Linked DNA regions of Ovis canadensis: region 1 is linked to region 2. Evidence: chromatin contacts called from public Hi-C data. All regions are on one chromosome and are shown on one strand. Each heading gives the region's core, a stretch centred on a gene start, on an enhancer-like site or on the middle of the called end of the contact. The rest is flanking DNA. Distances are from core to core; before and after follow the strand shown. Region 1 holds the start of S100A10 (S100 calcium binding protein A10). Region 2 has its middle 41 kb from the start of THEM4.

Region 1 (5,061 bases), core at 879-3,378, 53 kb before region 2:
CTTAGCAGCAGCAGCCCTTCACTAAATAACTACTACCCAAGACTTCCCAGGTGGTCCAATGGTTGAGAATCTGCCTGCCAATGAAGGGGACATGGGTTTGAACCCTGGTCCAGAAAGATCCCACATGTCATGGGGCTACTACTGGGCCCAACAAAGACTCAATGCAACCACATAAATATGAACAGAAAAAAAGGAAATACATAAAAATGTTTACCTTTGGTCCATGCATTTACAAGTGATTTTATTTTTCTCCTTATACATTGGTATATTTCCCAAACCTTCTACAAGAAGAATGCACCTGTTTTACAATCAAATTTAAAAGTCATGGTAAATATTATCTTTAAAACATCTATCAAATGTTCCTGCTCCAGGAATTGTTCTGTGATAATTCCATGGGGACTTGGAGGTGCCTCCTCAATGCTCACAGTGTCCGATAGCATCCTCTACCATTCACTGAGCTCAGTGGATTTTGTTTGCTAATCTATCTTCCAACAAAGCTTGAAGTTTGAGGGACAGACTGATTCTTTGATTTCCGAATCCCCATGCCCTAGTACATACACTGCTGCTAAGTCACTTCAGTCGTGTCCGACTCTGTGTGACCCCATAGATGACAGCCCACCAGGCTCCCCTGTCCCTAGGATTCTCCAGGCAAGAATAATGGAGCGGGTTGCCATTTCCTTCTCCAATGCGTGAAAGTGAAAAGTGAAAGTGAAGTCACTCAGTCGTGTCCGACTCTTAGCGACCCCATGGACTGCAGCCTTCCAGGCTCCTCCGTCCATGGGATTTTCCAGGCAAGAGTACTGGAGTGGGGTGCCATCGCCTTCTTTCAGTACATACACTAAGCATTCCTAAACATTGCAAATCAAGTGAAGGAATCAAGGAGTGCATAGTATAGGAACTCAGGTGTTCTCATTCTAAATCCAGTTGCATCTTTCCTGGAACTAAAGGGACCAAGAATTTTCTCCACTCTTGACTGTAGCCAACAGCCTAGGAAGAGCTTAGGAAGCCTATGGGAAGACTGCAGAACTGCCCCCTTGAACGTTCAGCACCAGGGTTGAGGAACTCAGTGGAGTGAGAACTGAAATCCGAGTTTTCCTGGCAAGAGCTCAGATTAGTCACATGGAGGCATTTGGAGGATTCCCCAAGACTGCTCATTCCTCAGGGATCACTCACTCCTCCCAGGACCTCCCCTGGGAACAAAGGAAAACCCAAGACTTGGGACTGGGCCCTTTTCCACCAACAGCTGCTAGTAGTTTGCATTTAACCCTGAACCACAATTAAAATAAATGTTGGGGGTGGGGGAGTGGATAGCACCAGCTAGGAAACCCTTAGGTTTTCTCTAAATTACTTCTGAAGTGCTTTGAGGACCAAACAGGCCAATTTCAGGGGAAAAAAAAAAAAAGGAAAAAAAGGAGATTCTTAAACAGGTTTTAATCATGTCAACTACAGCCGAAACTGAACGCCAGACCAACTGCCACGCACGCTAAGAGGGGTCAATTTCCAGTTCAAGGAAAGGTTCGTAATGCCCTGGAGCTAAAAAGCCAAACAGCACCACCACCCCCTTCACTGCAGCGGGTAGTGAACTCGCCTTCTCCGAGAACAACCCTTAGGCGGGGCGGCGGGTGAGGGGGAGACCCCCCGCAGGCCTTGGAACCCTCCCAATTTACCTCTTAGAGTCTAATCTGAAACCAAGTCTGAGGCCTTTGCGTCAGGTGCCCCTCCCTACAATATCATGTAGAAAATAATTCCTAGACCTGTAGTTTACAGACGAGGAGCTTACAATCTGGTTCTGGGCCAGCGCGCCCCACCCGCAGAACGACTGGATTCTTTGATTTCCACACTTACTCGCTAAAAGCAAACCCTAGAGGAAGGGCACGAAAATATTCGAGAGCATTTGAGTAGGAAGAGTTGACAATATCTTTCTCTCTGGGGGCGGGTGGAGGCCTGGAGCGAGGCTACTCCGCATAGCGAGAGAAGGGTGTGTGCGCTGCGCCCGGGGTGTGAGTGTGGCGGGGCGGGTCGGGGGGAGAGGGAGGCGGGCAGGAAGAGGAGGGAGGGGAAGAGGTGGGGTGAGCCGAGGCCCTGCCACCCGCCCAGGCTCCTCCTGCCTCCCCCCGCCCCCCACCCCCACGTACTAAGGCGCCCTGCCCGCGGCGCTGTGCTCACTGGCCGCGCGTCCCCGCCAGCCGAGCGTCCCCGCTGCGCCTCCCGCCAAGGTGAGTCCTGCCCGCCGGTCCCGGGCGGTCCCCGGCCCCACAGCCCGCGCCCGGGGAAACCCCCACATCGGCGGCTCCCGCTGGCCAGGCGGTCTTCACCGGGCGTCCCAGGTGTGGGGGTGCGACGATGGTGGTGGTCCGGCGTCGGCTGGGCATGCGGGGGTATCCTCTCCCCGAGCTCTGGGCCACACCCCAGCTGGGCGAGCACCTCCCCTGTCCCTCCCCGGCGCGACCCCCCCAGACCCCCAGAGGAGGGAGCACTTGGCCTTTACCAGTACTTCGGTGTCGGTGCCCCGGGGTCTGCTCTGCGCTACCTTTCGGTATATCTTTCTTTACACCCTTCCTGCTTTTCGACTGGTCTCCGCAGTTACCCGAATCCCTGTTTCTGGCCCCCTGTCCTGGCCGGCTTGTTTCTTTGTGGGCTCCGGCTGCAGGCTGACTTCTGTCCAGATGTTCATAGCCTCCTAGCTGGACGGCCCGTGCAGACTGGGAGAGGGCTGGCGGGTTCTCTCCCTAAAGGACACCCCTCTGTCCCTCTCCTCGAAGCTTCAAGGTTGGGCTTCCTGTTATTTGTCTGCTAGACGAAAAGTTTCTCTCTACCAGCGGAGGGAAGACGGCTCTATTTGTTTTCCTTATAAAACAGTTTTGCTGAGGGGGTAAGGGGAAGCCATCACCTTCAGCCACCACTGAAGTGGGTTTTGTACTGAAAGGGTTCCCTTCTTGCTATTTTAGTGGATCTATACAGAGATAGAGGAAGAGCAAGTTTAATGAAGGATCTAACACCCCAGATTAACCTGGCCCAGTAAAATGAACTGTTGGTACCTGGACACAATTTGAGCCTGGCAAAGGACTGGTGCTTTGCCCCCAGACCTGAATACGGCACTCTCCAGCCTCGGGCGGTCTCCACCTAACTGAAACCCGGAATCTGCCTTGTTGGGCGAGGGTGGAGGGGCCAGCAGAGCAGCTAGCCCTGTGCCAGGCACCACGGGGCCCTGGTCCAGACTCTGGAATACGTTAAGCCCACCCGCTTCCCTCCCCTGAGGTTTCTGCAGGGCGTGGTTAGCACAAAGGGCTCCCGGATTCTCCCAGTGGAAGCCTGTGACTCAGTTGTGAGACCATGTGGGTGTGGTCTGGATGGTTCCAGACTCTCTGCAGATGGTTCAGACAGAACACTCCCTGAAGGAAAAGGGGAACTGTGCCACTTTAGAGGGCATTTTCCAAGAGGAAATGAGTCACACCCGGACAGGCCGGCCATCTGAAGGAGAGGTTTCTTGACTGAACTGTGGTTGAGGACAAGTTAGATTGGTAGGGTCATGGCGTTTCAGCTGCTGGGTTATGGGTCTGGATTCCCACTGGCAGGCTGCCTCAGCTTTATTTGGGAGGTAGTGCTTCCCATTGAGAGGTTTGCAGTTACTGCAGATTCTTTTTCCCCTACAGCATGAGTTTCAAACTGCAGCCGTGGACTTATATCCTGCCCTTCAGGTGAGGCCAGGCCCACGGAAACACCCTGTCAGTGATCTTTGCCTCCAGCATATTTCATCAAATTGCAAAAGGTGATGCCAGGCATTTAGGGCAGGAATGAGTTCACAATTCATCTGAAATTTCTTCCTCAGCCCTGCCCCCACAGACTCCTGTCTGGTTTCTGTTTAATCATCTCTTCCAAGTGATGTATTCCTCCCTTGACAGCCAGAAGCTACTTTCTTCACTGTGGTCCTTGATCCACCATTTGGAGATTCTTATTTTGTTTCTTCAGATTCTCCTAATGGTCTTCTGGGCATAAAGCACTCTGATTTCTAGGCGATGCTCTTCCCCGGCTTTTCCTGTGTACAACATCAGATGGCCCCCTTGCCTCCCATGTCTGGCACCTGGCCAACCTCTCCAGCAGCTACTCTCCAGTGAGGTCAGGCCTTGGGCTGGGTGGAGCTGAAACTGAGTGCCTCTTTGCTTTCCACGGACAGCTCCAACCCTGTGACTTTTTTAGAGCACTACCCACTTGGTATGGCCTTGATCCAGTCCAGTCTTTTAAAGTTGAAGGAAACAATGGAATCCTTTCAGAGATATAAAGTATAGATTAGCACTCAGACTGCTAGGAAAGCTGATCTTTTTAGAGTCTTAAGGTTCTCATTTTTCTGAGACTCAACAATTTAGGAATCTCACATCGAAAGCAAGAAGAATGATTTTTAACAATTTTCAGCACTTCCTGGCCCTTTATTAAATAACTACCACCTAATCCAACAATGGATTTAATAGCTGTTGTCACAATGGCCGTTTGCCAGTTCTGGCTGATACCTGACAGCTCTTCATGGAGAATTGGATGTACTTTGTTAGGGTAGGAAGGCCTCAGAGTTCTTCCTATAGGATTGTATCCGGAACTCTTATTTTGCCGCTCATTTTCTTAATGGGAAAATTTTATGTTTGGTGAAAGGTGGGAGAGACAGCCTGGATTAGATCCATTGCCTCAACTCACTTTTGCTGAATTCCCTTTAGGGATCAAATTCAAGGATGCCTTCGGGGTTCAATTCCCGATCCCACTCCCCTTCCCTCACCCCCCTTTTTTTTCTTTTTAAAATCATCAAAAAGAAGGACACCTAAGACACATTTTAGATAACATGTTTGTTTTTACTAACATTCTGCCAATTGTTTTTTGGGTGGGCTGTAAGAAAACTAGGGTATGGACAAGACACAGAAGAGATCAGACTTCTTGCTCTTTAGAAATCTCCTTTTTGAAATTATGGCCTGGATCTGGGCATGGGTCCATAGCAAACATTTGATATTGCTTAGGAGCAGACACTTTTCTAAGGAGGACCCCTACTTCCCTGCTACTCCCAGAAGGATCAAAATTTAT
Region 2 (5,127 bases), core at 1,495-3,994:
TGGAAGGCCAGTTTGTCTGCTAACTGGGAGTGTGTGTGCATCGGCTCAGTCACTCAGTTGTGTCCAACTCTTTGCTATTCTATGGATGGTAGCCTGAGAGGCGTCTCTGTTCATGGGATTCACCAGGCAAGAATATTGGAGCAGGCTGCTATGCCCTCCTCCAGGGGATCTTCCCAACCCAGGGATAGAACCCTCGTCTCCTGTGTCTTCTGCACTGCACATTTGCCATTGTGCAATCTGTGAAGCCTGTGAACTGGGAGGACACTGTATAAGAAGTGGTCTTTCAAATTTTATCAATTTGTCTCTCTTTTGCTCATGTTCAGTTTTTCTAAAGTATTCACAGCCAAAGGGGCCTCCCCAGAATATTGGAGCCCTAACAGGGCAATGCAAGAGCTGCAAGAATCCCTTGGTTGGGAAGATTCCCTGTAAAAGGAAATGGCAACCCACTCCAGTATTCTTTCTGGGAAAAATCCCGTGGACAGAGGCTCTTGGCAGGCTACAGTCTATGGGGTCACAAAGAGTCAGACACAGTTGAGCACACACATACATACATTAACAGGGCAAAGTCAAGCACAGTTTCTTTTTTAAATTCTGTAATTCTGATTACACTCCCAACCAAGCACCTAGATCAAATTCAAAGGGCAGTGGAGCAGGGCAAGAGCAGAGGGGGTCAGATGAATTTCAGAAAAACAAACCATAAAGCTTCTTTGCTGTGAATCCACTAATGCAAGGATGACCAGTTCTAAGGCATGGGACTCGATCCCCATTGTCTTAACTCACAATACCCTTCAGGGAGAGGGGTGGAAGCTGCCAACAACATTCCCACATTTCTTCAGAATTCCTGCAAAGAATGGATCTAATGATAACGGTCTGAGGGACAGTGCGGGAGGGCATGGGTACTTGCTTACAGTTTCATTTACAATAGCAAATAGATTTGTTTTACTTAGTAGCATATTTACTTCTTTACTTGCAGGGCCACATAGCAGGTACTCATGAGAATGAGGGCCAGTGTCTCCCAAATTGCTCCTTGCTTACTGCCACTTGTCTTGTTTCCCACTCTATGCCAACGTGGCAAATTATTAATACATGAAGAATGTGCATCAATTATGCTTTAAGGGTATTTTGAGAATTTCCTATATTCCCACTCTCCCCTTCCCCACCAAGATCAATGAGACATGCTGGAATATTTCGAAACCAGGTTTTGTCTAGATGTATTCGAAAAGGGAAAACGCAGGCCATAGAAATGCTCTTTGACCAGAGCCATTCTCCTGATTTTAAGAACTTCCTTTTGAATTTTCAGCTAAATACTGCAATATAACAGGCATGTCTCATCCGCTAGATTGACATGTTTCTCAAGAATGAGCCTAAAACTGCTGACTAGGAAGATTATGTATGCTCCAGTTCAGTTACAAGAGTTCTTGAGTGACGGGACTTACAGTAACTTCGCTTTACTGGGCTTTTGCTTCCCAGCTCCTCTACACAGGAGGGGCTGGACACACAATGACTGTTACTGTTTAAAGGTATGGGTGCTGGGTAAGATGTTCTGCAGGCCAGGTAGTGGCTGACTCAAATGCCTCGGAGCTGGTAGACGACAAGACAGAGTCCCTGGAGTACATCCCCAACTCAGTTCTACTTTATTGCTGCTGTGTAGGAAAGGCAGGAGATTTTTAGACATTCCTACATTTTCACAAGAAGCCAGAAATTCAGAGCGTTGTACAAAATCTCCTGAATTTTAAAGGTGACAAATTACTAAAATGTTTTAAAAGGACAGCATGGATGACCAAGTAGGTAATTCACAACCTCTAATCATAGAAGACACCCTGGAACATTTGCACCTGACCGTTAAAGATTTGGTGACCTTGGAGCACTCATGATATTATTTTAGTGACCTATATTATTATTTGCTTGGGAACCTAAAGGCTTGGCTATTACATATCCATTATCTCACTTCATCTCCACAATAACACTGATTTAGGGACTAGTACTATTTCCATCCCCGGATGAGAAAACAGTCTTAAAGAGTTTGAGTAACTTACCCAAGGTCCCAAAGCAAGTCCACCTTGGGGATTTGTCACAGGGCAGTCATGCCCTCCAGCATGGGGCTCTACTGGCACCTCGGGCCTAAAGTCCTGGAACTCCACTGAGCCCACTCTCAGACTAGGGGTATTACTACATTCAAATCCTATGTGGTAGGATGTTGACTACTCCAAATACAAAATTTATTTAATTCTTCTCCTTTAGTGAAAGAGTGTTACAGTTTTGCAGTGTTATAGTTTTGCCAATAAATATCTAAAACTAGTCATTCAAAAAGCTACTGTGAAACAATTTCATGCCATGCATTCAAATGTCTGAACTTGCAAAATTTGGCATACGGAGTGCTATGAGAGGCTGCCAAACACAAGAGAGGAATAAGAGGAAAGGTGAAGCATGGAGCACTACTGCGTTTTTGTTTTCCCATGACAGTAGTGAGAACTAGAGACTGTAAAGGGGGAGGAAAAATCTGTGTGGAATTGCACAGAGCCAGTTTCCTTTTTAAAAAAATTACTTATAACAGTAAATAGTTACCAAGCAACTGTAACCAAGTTACTACATCCATGGTGAAAATACAATACACACACACACACACACACACACAATCTTTCCAGTGAATGGCCCCTGATTCATTTTCTCCAATCCTTACTATCATCACTCACAGATCTGCAGTAGCTTTGATATCATCATTCCTTCCAGTGAACCAGAGGGAAAGAAAAAGTGGTGTGACTGCGGTATGTGTGTGTGTGAGAGAGAGAGAGAGAGAGAAATGGAGCAAGACAGTTAGAAAGGGAGTCAAATATTTTGATCAGTTACCCCAGCAGCAGGCTTAGACACATTAGCTTAGGACCATCTGATAAATTTTAAGGGGATCGCTATTATTGGGGAGAAAGTAATTAAAGACTGAGCAGCCTCTGCCATAAAGCAGTGGGGTGCTGTGGTTACTCACAAGGGCTCTAGCACCAGACTGCCAGGTTTGGATTCCAATTTCTTTACTTACGAGCTAGGTTTTCTTTTCTTTTCTCTCTCTCTCTCTCTATTTTTATTTATTTTTTTTATTTTTTATTTTATTTTTTTTTTGCCTTTTGGTCATGCCACAAGGCTTACGGGATCTTAGTTCTCCAACCAGGGATTATACCAGGTCCCTCAGCAGTGAAAGCATGGGGTCCTAACCTCTAGGCCACCAGGGAATTCCCTAGCTAGGTTTTCTTGAATGCATTGCCTAAACTTGATAAGTTTTAGTTTCCTATCTATAAATTGGGTTTTTCTATAAATTGACTCTACATCATAGGGTTGTTGTGAGGATTAAACAAGTTTAAATAGATTAAAAATTTAGAACAGTGTTGGCACATAATTAGAACTCAACAAATATCAACTTTAATGCTATCATCTCTCCCAGTGAAAAACACTGGTAACTCAAAAATGCTGACCACTGGTGTTTCTCAGCAAGGATGATGTCACCGCTAGTCTAGGAAATTCACAGGTGAGCTGTTCTGTTTTGTTAGGTTTTGGCTCGGTTGTCACAATGATTGGCAAGCACTGCCAACACTCAGTGGGTAGGGTTAAGGTTGGGGTTAGATACTAGATGTTCTGCAATTAATGGGTCAGCACAGTGGTGAACTGCCTCACATCCTACACAGCTTTATATATCCTCCCAGTCTTCATGTAGGTAAAAAAAAAAAAAAACACAACTTTGATTATCTGAACCTGAAGCCTAATTCCATTTTACATATAAATGCAAAATATTTTTCTGCACAGCTTAAATATTACTAAATTTTCCAGGAACACAACTATCATGTAAATCAAGTGAAGTTAAACCTCTTGTTGCTCAAACCCTTCCCTGAGAATAGTTGTTCAGACCCTTCCAAAGAATAGTTCACATTTTGCAAAATTAGATGACCAACAACAATTTGAGTCAAGCATACCTGTGTCAGCCAGTACCTGTAGCTATCAGAAGCACAGGGCTTCTGTGTGTACTTGGGAGATTCCAACTCCATCATGATGTCGTCCAAGGGAGTTACATCTGACCAATTACCTATTGGAACTGATAGTGGTTTTTGTTTTTCAATTTTTGTTGTTTTTTAGTGTATAAATTACTTCCCTTTTATTTCTCTTCTACATGACCATTTGAATATCAGATTCTTTTTTTTAGGTTATGCATATAGATATTATATATGCATGCATGCTAAGTCATTTCAGTCGCGTCCGACTCTTTGTGACCCTATGGACTGTAGCCTGCCAGGCTCCTCTGTCCATGGGATTCTCCAGGCAAGAATACTGGAGTGGGCTGCCATGCCCTCTTCCAGGGGAAATTCCTGACCAAGGGACCAAACCCATCTCTCTTGTGTCTCCTGCATTGGTAGCCAAGTTCTTTACCCTAGATGTTATATTATCTATGAGTTTTGTTTCAGGAGAGTAAAGGGAATAAAAGTGTTTGTTATGAAAGGGGATGTTGGACCATAAGTGATGGAAGAATCATACTCACAGAGCCCATGATTTAAAGAGAATTCATTAACTGACAGATTATGTAAATAACAAATTCTTTTAATTAGTTGATAGATGTTAAGTATGTCAGCTATGTTGGTAATTGATGTAGCAGACAGAATAATGTCCCCTACCAAGATGTCCACATCCTAATCCCCAGAATCTAAAAATGTGTTAGATAACAAAGGAGAATTAAGATTGCACGTAAAATTAAGGTTTCTAATCAGCTGACTGTAAGCTAGGAATTATTCAGGTGTGCCCAATGTGGTCACAAAAATCCTTAAAAGTGGAAGAGGGAGGCAGAAGAGTGAGAGTCAAGGAAGGTGCGATTATTAAAGAACGGTACTGCTGCTGCTGCTGCTAAGTTGCTTCAGTTGTGTCCGACTCCTAGCAACCCCATGGACTGCAGCCTACCAGGCCCCTCCATCCATGGGATTTTCCAGGCAAGAGTAGACAGATGCAACACTGCTGGCTTTGAAGATGGAAGAAAGGGGCCGTGAGCCAAGGAATGCAAGTAGCCTCTAGAAGTTGAAAGGACAAATAAACACATTTTTCCCCTGAAGCCTCTTGAAAGGAACACAGTCCTGTCAACTGAGGAGGCTGACAGACTAC

What was found. Hi-C and Micro-C count contacts between places; a contact is called where the count stands out from the background.
Region 1: a contact with region 2 is called in a Hi-C map of fibroblasts, with 5 times the contacts expected there. The contact joins the promoter of S100A10 here to the enhancer-like site in region 2. A contact is called at or near these places in 2 of 2 Hi-C or Micro-C datasets (fibroblasts and lung).

The regions. Positions count from the first base shown.
Region 1 is chr1:102,898,045-102,903,105 of ARS-UI_OviCan_v2, reverse strand. It overlaps S100A10 (S100 calcium binding protein A10), which reads left to right and starts at 2,128. Exons shown (of 3, transcript XM_069542641.1): 1 at 2,128-2,216.
Region 2 is chr1:102,845,313-102,850,439 of ARS-UI_OviCan_v2, reverse strand. No RefSeq gene overlaps it. Among named protein-coding and RNA genes, the nearest start is that of THEM4, 41 kb to the right of the region's middle. Within about 2 kb of position 2,744, the one cell type or tissue checked has open chromatin away from gene starts, as enhancers often do. A contact at or near this core is called in fibroblasts, where this site is marked.